2 separate regions of the Anser cygnoides genome follow, and region 2 is linked to region 1. Evidence: chromatin contacts called from public Hi-C data. All regions are on one chromosome and are shown on one strand. The core of a region is the stretch at or near the end of the contact, and the rest is flanking DNA. Distances in the headings are between cores, read along the strand shown. Region 1 overlaps ATXN1 (ataxin 1). Region 2 overlaps LOC125182079 (a long non-coding RNA gene).

What was found. A called contact is a pair of places that touch in the nucleus more often than the background predicts.
Region 2: a contact with region 1 is called in a Hi-C map of liver, with 5 times the contacts expected there. The contact joins two enhancer-like sites. A contact is called at or near these places in 2 of 7 Hi-C or Micro-C datasets (both in liver).

Annotation. Positions count from the first base shown.
Region 1 is chr2:54,501,299-54,508,156 of Taihu_goose_T2T_genome, forward strand. All of the region lies in intron 5 of ATXN1 (ataxin 1), which reads right to left. Among named protein-coding and RNA genes, the nearest start is that of GMPR, 110 kb to the left of the region's middle. Within about 2 kb of position 4,938, at least 3 of the 3 cell types and tissues checked have open chromatin away from gene starts, as enhancers often do. A contact at or near this core is called in liver, where this site is marked.
Region 2 is chr2:54,688,242-54,694,712 of Taihu_goose_T2T_genome, forward strand. The region is part of intron 3 of LOC125182079 (a long non-coding RNA gene); the gene reads right to left. Among named protein-coding and RNA genes, the nearest start is that of ATXN1, 34 kb to the left of the region's middle. Within about 2 kb of position 2,605, at least 2 of the 3 cell types and tissues checked have open chromatin away from gene starts, as enhancers often do. A contact at or near this core is called in liver, where this site is marked.

The sequences.
Region 1 (6,858 bases), core at 3,688-6,187:
TGCCACATCCAAATGCACTTTATACTGAAAACTTGTTCACTGCAAGGCAGGGCAGAGGAAAAAAAATCCCTTGCAGGTTGATGCCACTTACCCACAGGCAAGTTCTCTGCTCTAGCAAGATGACTGTGAATATCTAGCATCAGAAGTAATGTCCTAGTAAATGTCCAGGGCAGTTTCATAGCAACAGAGTTGTAAAAAAAATAAATAGAATAGGCAGACATGCTCAAATAGCCACTGAAAACCTTACTACTTATTTCACTTTCCTAGTCTATTTGTACGCTTACAATATCCAAGAGGCATTTTTATTCAGAAGTTAAAAGAAGTCAACCAAAACTCTTCTTCGCTTGCTCGTTTCATACCAACAAAGCATGTACATGCAAATATCTTGAGCATAAAGAGAAACTCTTAAAGTCATTATGACATTATTTGTACCCTGAAGCGAGTCATAATTTGTATGCACCCTGCCAAGTACTTTCTGTCAAAGCTAAAGTAATTATTAGGAAGTATGAAAGCAGGTGTCACTTCTGGCAAGTTGTAAGATGGCTTTATATTCTCAGTTGCAATAGGATAAAAATGATCCCTAAAAAGAGCATAGCAGGCTATTACTTTACATCCAGTATGTATGTGAAGCATAACAGTTGCCACTTGTACTTTTTTTTTTCCTCCCTGGTATTTTAATTAAAGATTCAAGCTACTAAAAGACAAAATCTAAAAATATGTGCAAAATCAATCCCATTTTGCATAATTTCTATTTAGTTTCATAACCAACTGTCAAGCCATCTGACCCTCATTTGCATGTGCTATAAGGCAGGCAGCCGAGCTCGCTGCCACCGCAGAGAAACACGTCCCCTGTCCCCGCTCACTCCCACACGCCAACCCCCGGCTCCTCAGAGGAATCTGTGCTGCAGCGCTTCAGGACAGAGGGGACACCGATTGTTATGATTACAGGGCCAAAATGTTCCAACTTGGGTGCCTAAATTTAAACACCAAACTCCATGTTTAGGCATCCGAACAAGCAGCTAGTGTTTCAAAGGTGCTGGGCACCCAGCATCTCCTATTTGTTTCTGCCAAACTTGCCAAAAAGAACATCTGCTTTTAATTAATTCTCTGAGAGCTGCAGGTACACGGGACCTTTGAAAACCATCCCGCTTACTTCAGTCCCTAAATATAAATCCAGGTGCCTACCTCTAGGCAGTCGACTTTTAAAATGCTGAAAAAGAATAAAATAGTACTATTAAATATGCACACACACAAGTATATATATTACACATACGGATATATCCAAGGCCTTTGGATTCTCGTTCCATACTCGACACATGACGTGATGTAAAAGAAAGCAGATCTGAATTTGTCAGAAAGCAGCATTTCATGCTGCGACTGGAATATGTACATTGCTAACAATTAACATAATTGTAGTAAGGAAATGCATTCAGGGAAACTTTCTTCAAAAGTTGCTCCTCTTCCTTGGATAAGCAACCAACCAAACTAACCCCCAGAGAGTTTAGGGAAACTGAAAATTTACTAGTGTATTTATTATGCAAGTTTATTTTATTTTTCTCTCATTCAGCCAGACACCCACATTCTTGACAGAGTAGAGCTTGAAAAGATTTTTTTTTAATTTAAAAACTACAAACAGAAGAAAAATACAGGCTACCACCTGCCTCTGCAAATCTTTTAAGCGTGCACTTGTGCTTCTGTGAACGATGCAACTGACTAGCCCATAAAGAATAATATTCAAACACAGGAGCAATATCCCACCCTACAACAGGGCACAGGCTCAAAAGGCAACATGACAACGCACGTCTGCACGTACGTAAAATGCTGTCCTGAACCAGGGATGTCATGCTGTGAGATGGAGAGAGGCTGATTCATCCCAGGGCTCAGGAAAGAATGCTACCCACTGTGGCAATGGGAAGGCACTGCTGTGGGGCTGCCCTATTTCCATCTGGGACTTGCCAGGTAAGTGCATGCTCCTCTGTGCGTATGTTGTCGATGTGCAGAATCACATCTATGCTTTGGATTTATAAAAAAACGCACAAGCCAGGCTTACGGTTTACACACTACACGCAGTTAGTTTGTACCTGTGCAGGGCAAAGGCTGGTATTTCCACACCTAAACCCACAGAGTTTCACACACTGCATTAGGGCTCCAACTGAGCCACCAGAGGCACAAAAACCTCAGGACAAAGGCAAAAATATTATCACCACTGTTATTACTTCTATTTTCTTTCTTTTTTTTTTTTTTAAGGCCTCAGATTCCAAGCAGGCAAAACCTTTAGGCCAGAAAAAGAAAAAAAAATATATGCCTGGGGAAATCCAGAAGCTTATTTATGGCAGTTCTACATTAGGCTCATGAAACAACAGAGGATAGACCCAGTCCTGCTACCTCTCCAGGAAGGTCTGGCTCCCACAAGAACCAGGACCGGGACCAAGACCAGGACCAGGACCAGGTCCGTGGCCACCCCTGGCCCTGCCCTGCCTGCAGCATCACCAAGAAGCTGCACTTCGCTTCGCCGTGCCACCCATTTCCCTTTGCTGTCATTCCCAAACTTCTCCCACTGCAAGCAGGGAAGGAAAGGCGACGTGGCTGGAGGGAAAGCTGACCCCAGACACAGCAGGGGCTGTGGTACCTGAGTGGTGCACCCAGCAAATGACCCCACTGCCACTACATTCCTCTGGAGCAGGCCAGAAATTACACCACCGCTGGTTTTCCTTTGGCGCTCCCAAACTGAGCAAAAAAAAAAAAAAAAAGAAGCAGAGCAGAAGGAAAAAGCAGGGAACGTCATCGCATATTTGTTTGTCATAAATTATGCTTGGGAGGGCATCGGGCACAGCAAGCCGTCACTGATCAGAGCTGGTTTTGAGCTTCATGATGAGGGTTAGCTGGACACCTCCTCTCCACCCCCATCCTGACTTCGTCAAAACAGTCTCCTTGTGTTGCTCTGGTTATCTCTTGGAAGGGGAAATGTTTTCCTTTCAGTGCACAGGACAATATAGCCCTTTAAGGCCTAACAGGAAAGTCTCTACCCAAAACAAATGTGCTTCTGGTGAGAAAGTCCGAGGTGCCGAATGCTCAGACGAAGCAGGCGAGCCCACGCGTGTGTGCCTATCTGCTCGGCCCTGCCTCAGAGAGAAAACATGGTGGCGACCCCTGTGCCAGGCTGGGATGTGCAAACACAAACCTGTGTGCTGTGGGGCACGGCAGCTCCTGGCTGTTGTGATTTTGTCTGGGAGAGGGCAGGACCCTGACAAAGTCCCCAGTGGTTTCTTCAGTGGAAATTCAGCTGGTCTCCTGATGGCGAGCGCCCTGCCATGTGAGGCTAGGCCATGGTGCTGGAAGCGAGGGGAATGGCTGGTTGGATCTACCAGCAGCTCTAGGGAAAGTGCCACCCCACCAGGCCTGGGGTGAAAACACTGTGCCTTTTGCAGATGGTGAGGTGGCAAGCCTTTACGAAGAAGCGTTGGTGCCTGCAAGTGAAATAACTCCTGCAAGGCTTGAAAGCAGCATGCCCCAGGCCTGTGGAGGAGCACAGCTATCGAGTGCGGCACAAGAAGCTGAAAAGCAGGGGCCTTGACAAGCCAGCTCAAGAATTGTTTCAGCCTGGCAAAGGAGAGAGCGATATGCAGGAGATTATCCAGACACAGCCCACAAGAAGCCGATTACAACGAGTATTTCAGAGAAGTGAAGGCACTTCCAAAAAGCTATGCCCCATCAGCTGTGTCAGGACCTGAGGCAGCTGAGGAGGCCCCGCTGCCGGAAGGCACGGCACGCAGACACAACAGCGACGCTGTTTGGGCCGCAAGTGTGAGCAGCCCCCAACCCTCATGCCACAGGCCGCTGCTGAAGGGCCGGCTTCGTGCCACCACGTCCTGCCACACGGCCACGGCCTCGAGAAACAGGCACCCTGCCTGCAGGGAGCCCGAGGAACTGCACTCCATTTCGTGTCGGTGCCGATAGGAAATCGCAGGGGGCTGCCAGCAGAACAAGAATATCTCCCTCGCCCAGGGTATGCTGAGGCATGCAGACTATAATTGCAGGCACAACCCTATTTTCACTGCACCTTACTACCCTGGAAACACTCAGAGCAGCCGCTTTGAAGGGGCTAATCCACCCACTGCAGTATTTCTGGTAATGACTCACAAAATCCCACACAATTCTGATACCATTTTCTTGATAAAACCAGCTGCCGGAGTGAAACTATACATTTGGTTCTGAAAAAAAAAAAAGAGAGAAAAAAAAAAGAAGAAGAAATAAATAAATAAAAAAAAGGCAAAACCCTACTAGTTGTTGCTAGTGAATACGAGGCCAACAAGCATCAGGAGGTAGCAGCACAAGCCGAAGGCTGCAGAGACCCTCTGCAGACAGGGGCTAAACACTGGACTCTGCGTCCTGCCACCAATAATTTGTCCTGTTGTACGTTGCAACTCACACAGATGTTCGCATAATGTATTGCATATGAGCAGCAAAAGGAGCATTCATTTCAAGAATGACGTGATTGTCTGTGTGGTAAGGATAATAAGGGAAAACTTTCAACATGCGTCCAGTGATACAGCGAAACGAGAAGCCAAACTGTTCCCAGTTGTACTCAGACGGCTTCTGATGAAGTCAGTGACAAAATTCAGACAAGATTTAATAGCGGTCTTTCTTCGTCTTATTTAAAAACCTGAATTAAATTCTACTCAAGCATCTTACGATGAGATTCAGGAGCACAAAACATACCAGAGCATCACAGTGCTCACTCACCACCACAGAACATTAACTGAACTTGCTCGGAAAAAAATGTTTGACTATTTATAGAGAAGCCAAGGGAAAGAAAAAAAAAAAAAAGATGCTTGCTGAGTTGTTTTTTTTTTTTTTTTTTTTTTGGCAGGCTTCACTTGAAAGCAGCCAAACTCCCTTCTGCTTCTGTAAGGCAAAGGAACAGAGCACTGGGTGTGCTGAGGTCACAGGAAGAGAGCACTTAAGCTTGTGCTTAAATTCGGGACAGCATTGTACCAGGTGTTCGGTCCTACAGCTACCAAATTCCTGCCTAAGTACTGCCTTAGAAGAAATTCCGTTTAAATACTGCCTTAAAGAGGGATGCTTTGCTGAGGCTGTTCTTGAGCGGTCCTTGTAGGACTCCAACCCAAAGCCTACTGTGGATTAGTGCCTGACATTTTGCTCACTCTGAGGGATGCAGGACCAAGGCATGGGACAGAACACCCAGCACCTTGTTCAAGTGCTCTGCACCCCGTGGGATGGAGCGGTCCTGCAGTGCCGGCAGGCTTTCTGCATGAGGGCTTGGGAAGGGATGCTGGAGTAAATTCACCCTTGTGACAAGGAAAGCACATACTGAAATTTGCATTTGGACCACTTTCACAGTAGAAAAGAAAACAAATTTGGGTTGAAATAGCTGGCTTGCAGGAACATGTAGCATGTGAATGCCAATAACCTCTAACTCAATGATCTATTTTTATTTGATGATTTCAACTTAAAATGCTGAATGAATTCCTGAAGAAACAAAACGTACATGAGAAAAACGCAGGTAAAGTAATTTCAGAGGTTCCAGCAACACTTAAAAAGCATACGTGTCTCTCAAAAATAACACAGATTGTAAAGGGCTCCGAGAGCGAGTTCCCACGTCATCCTCCCTATAATAGCATTACTATCACCAGACACGAGCATGCTTCCACCTTCCCTCTCAGCTGGGCAAAAGAACAAGTTTGAAGAGCTGCCACCGGTTCAATGAACTCAAAGACTGCGAAACTGCACTGTCAGCTGGTTGTAACATGTCACCTCCAGTCTGTTGCTCGACTGATCTGAGCACCCAGAGCACAAGAACTCTGTGCTGTCTCCTTGTCCTGATGTTTTCTAAACCAAAGAGTAAAAGTCAACGCAAGACGGCAGAAGGCAGTCACTTTGGAAAGTTGAGCAGCATCACGAAGCAAAACTGCTAACCTTATTTTGGCAAGGTGAAAGATTTGTATAACACTTTTCCCTCCTACTAAATGTATTTACTCTAAAAAATCGATTTCCTCTGTCGCTATTTATTGCTGCACGTTGCTCAGTGGTTCTGAGAAACTGCATGGAAAATCGCAGTGTTACACTTGTTAAATTGACCCTACAGGGCCATACCACCAGTACGTGCATCATCCCAAGAGGCAAGTCTGCCAAAGTCATGCTGTGCATATCATCACTAAACCCAAGAGAAAATGCAAATTTGGCTGTATCATAGCTTATTTGCATAGCTTTCCATTGGTTTTGTACAACCTTTTCACAAAATGCCAATTTACTTCCTTTTCCTACAGCTTATTGCCAGTGTGAGATATTTACAGCTTTTATACAAGGCAGATTGAGCAGTTAAAACATTAGAAGACATAATTAAATACATTTTGGAAATAGAACATAGCCTTTGAGATGATGACACAAGGCACAGGACTTTGGGACACAGAAATACCAAGGCCCCTTTGCAAAGGTGCAGAACCCTCTCTCTCACACGCTCGAGAGCCGCACAGCTTTTTCTATTTTTTATCTGATCTGCAAAAGCAGAAATATTTGCTTGCAAACTATGAAGGGCCTGAATCCAGTTACTGAGTACACATTTCACTCACATTGATATCAGAATGGATGGCTGCCAGTTCAGTGTCTTGGCTGGCGTTCAAGCACGCTGATTGCTGAGCCTCCTTGGATTCTGAGCTCACGATTTCAAAAAAAAAAATAAAGAAAAAAAAAATCCCTGAACACAAAAAAACCCCTCCACAAACATTTCTGAGATGCTACTGGGCTAATTTCCCCCCTCTCCTCCATTGTAAGTTCATTCTCTGGAATTGAACATGTACAAGCAGTGTCCTCTGTCAAGGCAAGCAGCTAGGGAGTTTG
Region 2 (6,471 bases), core at 1,355-3,854, 180 kb after region 1:
AAAATTAAGATTTATGGCAGCAAAAATAACCTTTCCAAGCTTGAAACTGATGCAAACTGATAGAACATTGGCTTCCTGAATCTGCAGAGAAACAGCTCCCGTGCTTGTGCTGCTCCTCCATCCCCGTGCTGCCAGCCAGCACCCGCCGAGTGAGATGACCAAGGCATCGTCCCAGTCTCCTGCGGGCCCCCCACGCCACGCAGGGAAGTCCAGCAGCCCCCTGACTTCATGCTGAAGCTTGTAAAAGCTAGAACCGGGGCCAGGAACGGGCACTGGAATGATTCACGAGAGATAACGATCCTGAAGAAAGGAGGCTGGAGGAAAGGATGAGTAACAGAAATAGCTTGCTGGCTTCCTCTTCAGAGAAGCAAGGAGGAGGGCGAGGGATGCTGAAATGAGAACACACTTTTTTTTCCCCCCGTGGCTACCAGGAAGTTGACAGGAAAAGAAAAGCCTGCTCTGGTTCAACAGCTACAAATGGGAGCTTCACCCTGAACAGGCACACGCTGGCTATAAAATGAACTGAATAACTGTATCTCCAAGCAGGGCCGTGCAGTCACTTCCTTGCAGGAATCCCCCAAACCCCAAGAGCTGGTAGGAGCAAGGGGCTGAGCTTTTCAGGAGGATGCTAATAACAGCTTGTGACAGAGGTTGTTCTGCCTTCCTTGAGTGGGGGTACCTAAATCAGTCTTGCAGGTATAACTACATTTCTTGAGAACTTTTTACAGATCTAAAATTGCACCAATTCCCATATACTTGTCCAGTGAAACAGTGAACATCAGCTTGGTGATTGTTCTGCCATGTTATGCTTTTTCAATGAAAACAAGTGTTATAAAAGAATAGAAAATTGATTGTTGGGATGCATTGTTATATTATTTTTTTTTCATATCCTGGATACCACACATTTGACTAAATCAGGGTGCTCTACTTGCTCTTCTCTTGACCACTGTCTATTTTTTATTCACCTTAGTCAACAGGACAGGCATAGCCCTGCTGGTATCTCAGCAGTCACTGGGACTCCCACAATCATTCAGAGACTTTCCTCAATGTAAATAATGTAAATTAATCCTTTTTTTTTTTTGATTCTATTTGATTTGGCTTAAGCCACATAATGCAGAATTCTGTCCCATCTGTCCCACTTAATTACAATAATTGCAGAACCTAAATTTGCTTCCAAACATCATTAATTAATATTATACTACAGGCTGGGTGGGTAAGGGGAGGAACTCCTCTATTTCCAATTCCTAAAAACCCCCAGCCAAACCAAAACATGGTCTGGAAGATTTTACATTATTTTTCAATGTCAGTGTTGAAGACTTAATAACCACAGAATGTGCTCTGTGGTCTTTATTAATTTCGTATCATCAGCAAACACTGTTTTCTGGCAAACATTTTTGCTAAAAACATCTTAACTTGAATTTTCCTCCGTGCCAATGTACAGGAGACTTTGCTCCAAGTAGGAAAATCTACATCACGGGATACATAAACCCTGCATGCAGTATTTAATTAGAAATTTTTGACCAAAATTTACCAGTTACCAGTGTCTGAATTAAGCCACAGATAACATTGCTTTAGACAGAGCAATCTGAACCAAACAATTGTAACCCTATCAGGTCGCAGGCAGGGGGGAAAAGCCATCTAGTGGACAAAAACGCAACTATACAACAGAAAATATTTTCACACACGAAGCTTTTGCTGGAGTTTTTTTTTTTCCATACTTCATCTGCAATACCACTTATCTAGGAATCCTCCAGAAGTTTCTGGGAAATCAGAGCTTACTGGAGAGCAACAACGTATTCTAAGCACAGGTTTTTGGCAGATTCTGTGATTTGCAATTGTCATAAAACTTCTCAGTGGTTTTGCTCCTCCTACCCCTCACATCGAAATTTATCAGCATATTTCTTCTTTCAATGCCGTGAGGGCCATCAGTCGGCTGAATATCTTATCACTAGATTCAACACTGTGTGCCAAGCAGACTGGCATTGCACAGGGTTTAAATAGCTGAGCTAATATTTAAACTTTTGTCCCCTCTGATCCCTGCAAAATAATGAGAAGAGACTTTGTGACTCTGTAAACAGACGAGCTGGACGGTGCTCGGGGAGGCTCGCGCTAAAATTATCCTGGAGGTCTGCAGGACGCGAGGTGTGGGGAGCACCACGCGGACGCTACCCCTCCAGCATCATCTCCTTTTTAACCTAAAAAGCAGGCAGAAGGGAACGAACTCTCCTCCCGACGTCGTTTGCAGCACTCACTGGCCTTTGCTGAAACGCTGCCTACCAGGGCCGTGGTGGCCTGTGCAGTGAGTTAAGCACCTGAATATATCCCCAGCAAACCAGCCTAGCTGTGCTCGGCTCTCCTCTGCTTTCTTTTGCGCTGGTGGCCACGGGGGAACAAACGTACCAGCTTTTTAATGTAATATTCTTGGAGGCCCAGCCCCCAGATTCACCCTCCTCTACCACAAAGTTCACAGCGTTTAGCCAGGCACTTTCAGCTAATCTCGAAGAGCAGATAATGATCAGTCATGCCCGGGCAAGCCAAAGTATTGAAGCCAAAGTATAATTTCTGTGGGATTACAGCAACCCAAACCACCATCATCAGAGACTATCCTGGGATGATGCAAACAAACATCTGTAACTCCTGCTGCTCCAGGCGAAATACTGCAGCGGGATTAGTGACCTGGTCTAATGCTCAAACAGCAGGTTTTGTTCCCCTTCCCGCACCCCTTTTGTCTGAGCTAATATATAACCCCAGAAACCCTGGCCTTTCATTAAAAAGGAGATTAAAAAGATAATCTTTCTCCACAGCTGGTTTCAGGAGCATCCCATGCAATGACTTCTACCCAAGTCGCCTTTGCCGGGGCGAGCATTTACCAGGAGGCCATTAACCCTGCACACGCATTGGATACACCACGTAAGCAGCAGCCACCTCCTCACGCTGCTCCTGTGTCTGCCCCAGCGTGAGGAACATCTCATGCATCACTTTTGAAGGAGCCACCTCGCCGTGCCCAGATGACCCCCGTGTCGCTGGGTCATGAGACAAGGCAACGGCAGCTCCCAAACTACCTTCCACAGACCTTCTCCGCCGCCTCTTATTCATCCCCTTCCTAATGAATCACAGCCCTTTCTCTCTCCTCTTAATAACCAAATAAGGATTTCAGGGCTTGGCCCATTCAATGCATTCTGTGTTTTAATACAGACAGGAACAGAATACAAAATACTGCCAAAAGTTAAGCAGCAGGGGCAACCTTTCTGCTATTTGCATGTCTACAGTTCCCGATTCAACAATGCCGACTTGCTGTTATGCACGACCGCAAGGCAAGGAATTCATAAACAATAATAATAACTCTCCAACTAGCCATGCAGAACTGCAGGACTGGCGCAGAGCAGGAAAAAAAAATGCTGCTTTGCTCCTTTACAAAGCTTGCAATATAAACTTTGCACTGTCAGTTTAAAAGTTTGGCATCTGCGTCTGCAAATGGGGAGGAACCCATTTTCAGATACTTGTGAAATATAAACTTCAGCTGTTGCCAAGCTCAGAGCTAGATTTGCTCCTTTTTATTTTTAAGTTTCCTGAATATGTGAAGAAACCCACAAAGCCGTTTTAGAGTTGTGTAGCTATGAAAAATGTACACGCTTCTGTTTTTTTTTTTTAAGCAGCACGCTCAATCATTGTAATTATTCCTTGAGAATGCTTTTTAAAAAACAGAACCGTGGCTATTTTTCACAGCTACAAAACCCTAAAACAGCTCTAGAGCTTTCTGTGAAACTTAACAAAAAAATTGCCTTTCAGCTAAGAACAGTAAAAATAGATCAAAAACCAATTAGCTGGCCCACATGGCAGAAGACAGGTGTGCTTTGGATGTGGTATTTATACAGAATCCAGATAATCATTTTTTCCCTTTCATACAGATTCCTGAGGACTATAAATATCACAAACATCTTTTTGCCAATGCCCGTCACATCCAGTTAAAACACTGTCCACTCGAAGAATAACCTTAGGACGCAGCCTGAAACATTTCATCCTGCCTCCTACCGAGCTCTGAAACTGAATTAACATTAAAAGCAGCAGACTGATGGGTGAATTATGGTAACAAGCCTTCAAAAGCAAAACCCAGTAAACTCCTTTAGAAAGCGCAGCCAGAGAGAAGGCTGGGAACGCTGAAACCAATTACAACTGCTTTAGTGTTACACCTGTTTAAATGAATGCCAAATCCAGCCCAGAATTATTTACATTATGTTATTAACAAAGGGACGTATGAGTAATGGGAAAACAGAAGTGGTTTATGCAAAACAGGCTCTACTGAAACCAGCTAAAAACTCCAGGTACTTGCGGCAGAAAACAAAGGCTGGGGTCAGGCGTGCTGCTCTGCCTGTCCCGGGGTCAGGCAAAGAGACTCCTGCACCTTGAGCCCCCACGGGCTGCTTGTCCCTGTCCGACGTGTGCCTGCCAGGGTGAATACGCACCTACCTGCCCCGTGTGCAATTCAGTTCGGATGATCTTCCTTCCCCATCTTCGATACTTGTATCAGAGGTTATTTTTTACAACTACATTGCTTAAGCAGAAACAGATTTAGGGGCTGATCAGACAAGGAAACTGTGCCAGGAGATCTGAAGCAGGACAGCCCTTTGCAGGCATACGGTGGGTGATGAGGAAATAAGGAGGCTGAGAGCATCCTTAGTAGTCTTACTAAAAAAGGAGAGATCACACCATTCTTCCAGTAACTTACAGCCCCTTCCTGCCTGCTTTCTAACATTTAAGTACCTACGTATGAGGTGGTTCCTGCTGTATAAAACACTTCATGTATGAAATCTTATGACAAGCAAGCAAAGGATGTATTTCTAAACAAATCAAACGCAAGGCTGGGAGCTAGAAGCAACTGAAGGAATTGGTCAAAATTGCAGGGATACCTGCTGGTCCTGGAGGCCTCTCCACAGCTCTTCTCGAATACCCCGACTTCACCTTGCCTTTAAATCTTGTCCAGTTCCTGAAGGTCCTGGCCAGTGGCCACTGATGGAAACTGACAGATCATCCACAGAAGTAGGTTTTCAAAACCACTTCCTCCTCCTCACTAATCCCATCCTCTCATTGAAAATGCCAGGCCACCTCGGACAAATGACTTCGGTCACGCTTTCCTGACACTTGGTTGGAACTAAAATCCCTTTCCTCTGGATTCAGCCTTTTGTGATGCATCTACTTTAACTAGTTCAGAAATTATTTCTCAACCCAGCCGAAATTCAAGCTGTCTCCTTTGCTTTCTGCAAGCACATTCAATGGATTTGACCTTGTGATAACTATTGTCCATTCCTGTCACAGCCAGAATACACATGATTCTCTTTGAGCATTTGTTCAACTCAGCAATGTGACAGAAAAAGACATCTCTGTATTTTACACCAAAAAAACTTTTACTAAAGGGCCCATTCCTTACAAAGAAGGTACATAACAAAGAAGAGCAAGTTTTCACAGTTCTGCTCCAGTTTCACCGGAGCAGCAAAACGAAGTGGCTGTGCCCCATCCCCATACCTAACACAAACACTTTGCAGATCAGAAAAGCCAGGATTTACAATGAACTGGACAGACTGCTGCTCCACACTAAAGCTTTTGGTAAATTAAGAACAGAAATAAAAGTTGTACAGCAAGCAGCACAGCACTGAGCACAGAAAGGCACGGTTCAGTGTTGCATTCAACGCACATCTCAGAGGACTTCGCTGGATCCTCCCTGCATCCTACAGAAACGCTCATTCCAAGAGTGGTTGAACACCGCGGAGTGACCATGGGCTCCAACAGAAGTCTGGGAGTCTGTTCCCAAGAAGCTCCCAACTGTGCTTCAAAACCCACGATGACTGCCATTTAAGGCTCTCTAGGGCTGAAAGAGCTTACACATAAGATTTTCCTCTTGCAACCAAGAACATCAGGACCCAGAAAGAGTTCCAGCTGATTTTCCAAGTAGCGAGTGACTGGCTTTCTCAAATACAGCTGCTTTCTTCATTAAAAGACTAAAAATAGTTCTGCTCCTAGCAGGCTGACTTCCTCTTAAGCATTCTGCCGTGTCCATGTGTGTATTTCATTCAGGGTTTCTGCATCTCTACGCCACTGTGATTCTATTTCAGCCTTTAAGTACATTCAAGAAATTTTTCATTTCCCTCTCCCATATTCACTCCAGATGTCCTCAACTGTCCAAAACTGTTTCATGTTAGGAGAATTTGTAGGGATATTCTGGCATTCACACTGCTCCCATCTGCTTCAGTATTTTCAGGAAAGATCAACTTTCTTCCCCAACTGTTAGCAAATGCGGACGAGTCTACAGTTTTAAAACACCCATGATTAAAGGTAGATGCTTTACTTGTATCTTGTGTGGTAAGAATAGTTAAATATGACCAGATCAGGCTTTCAATTTTTCTTCTTTGATGGATGCTGGAGTGAGAAACCTGAAGAACTGAAATATTCCATAAGTCTCGGGGAACATACTGCAAC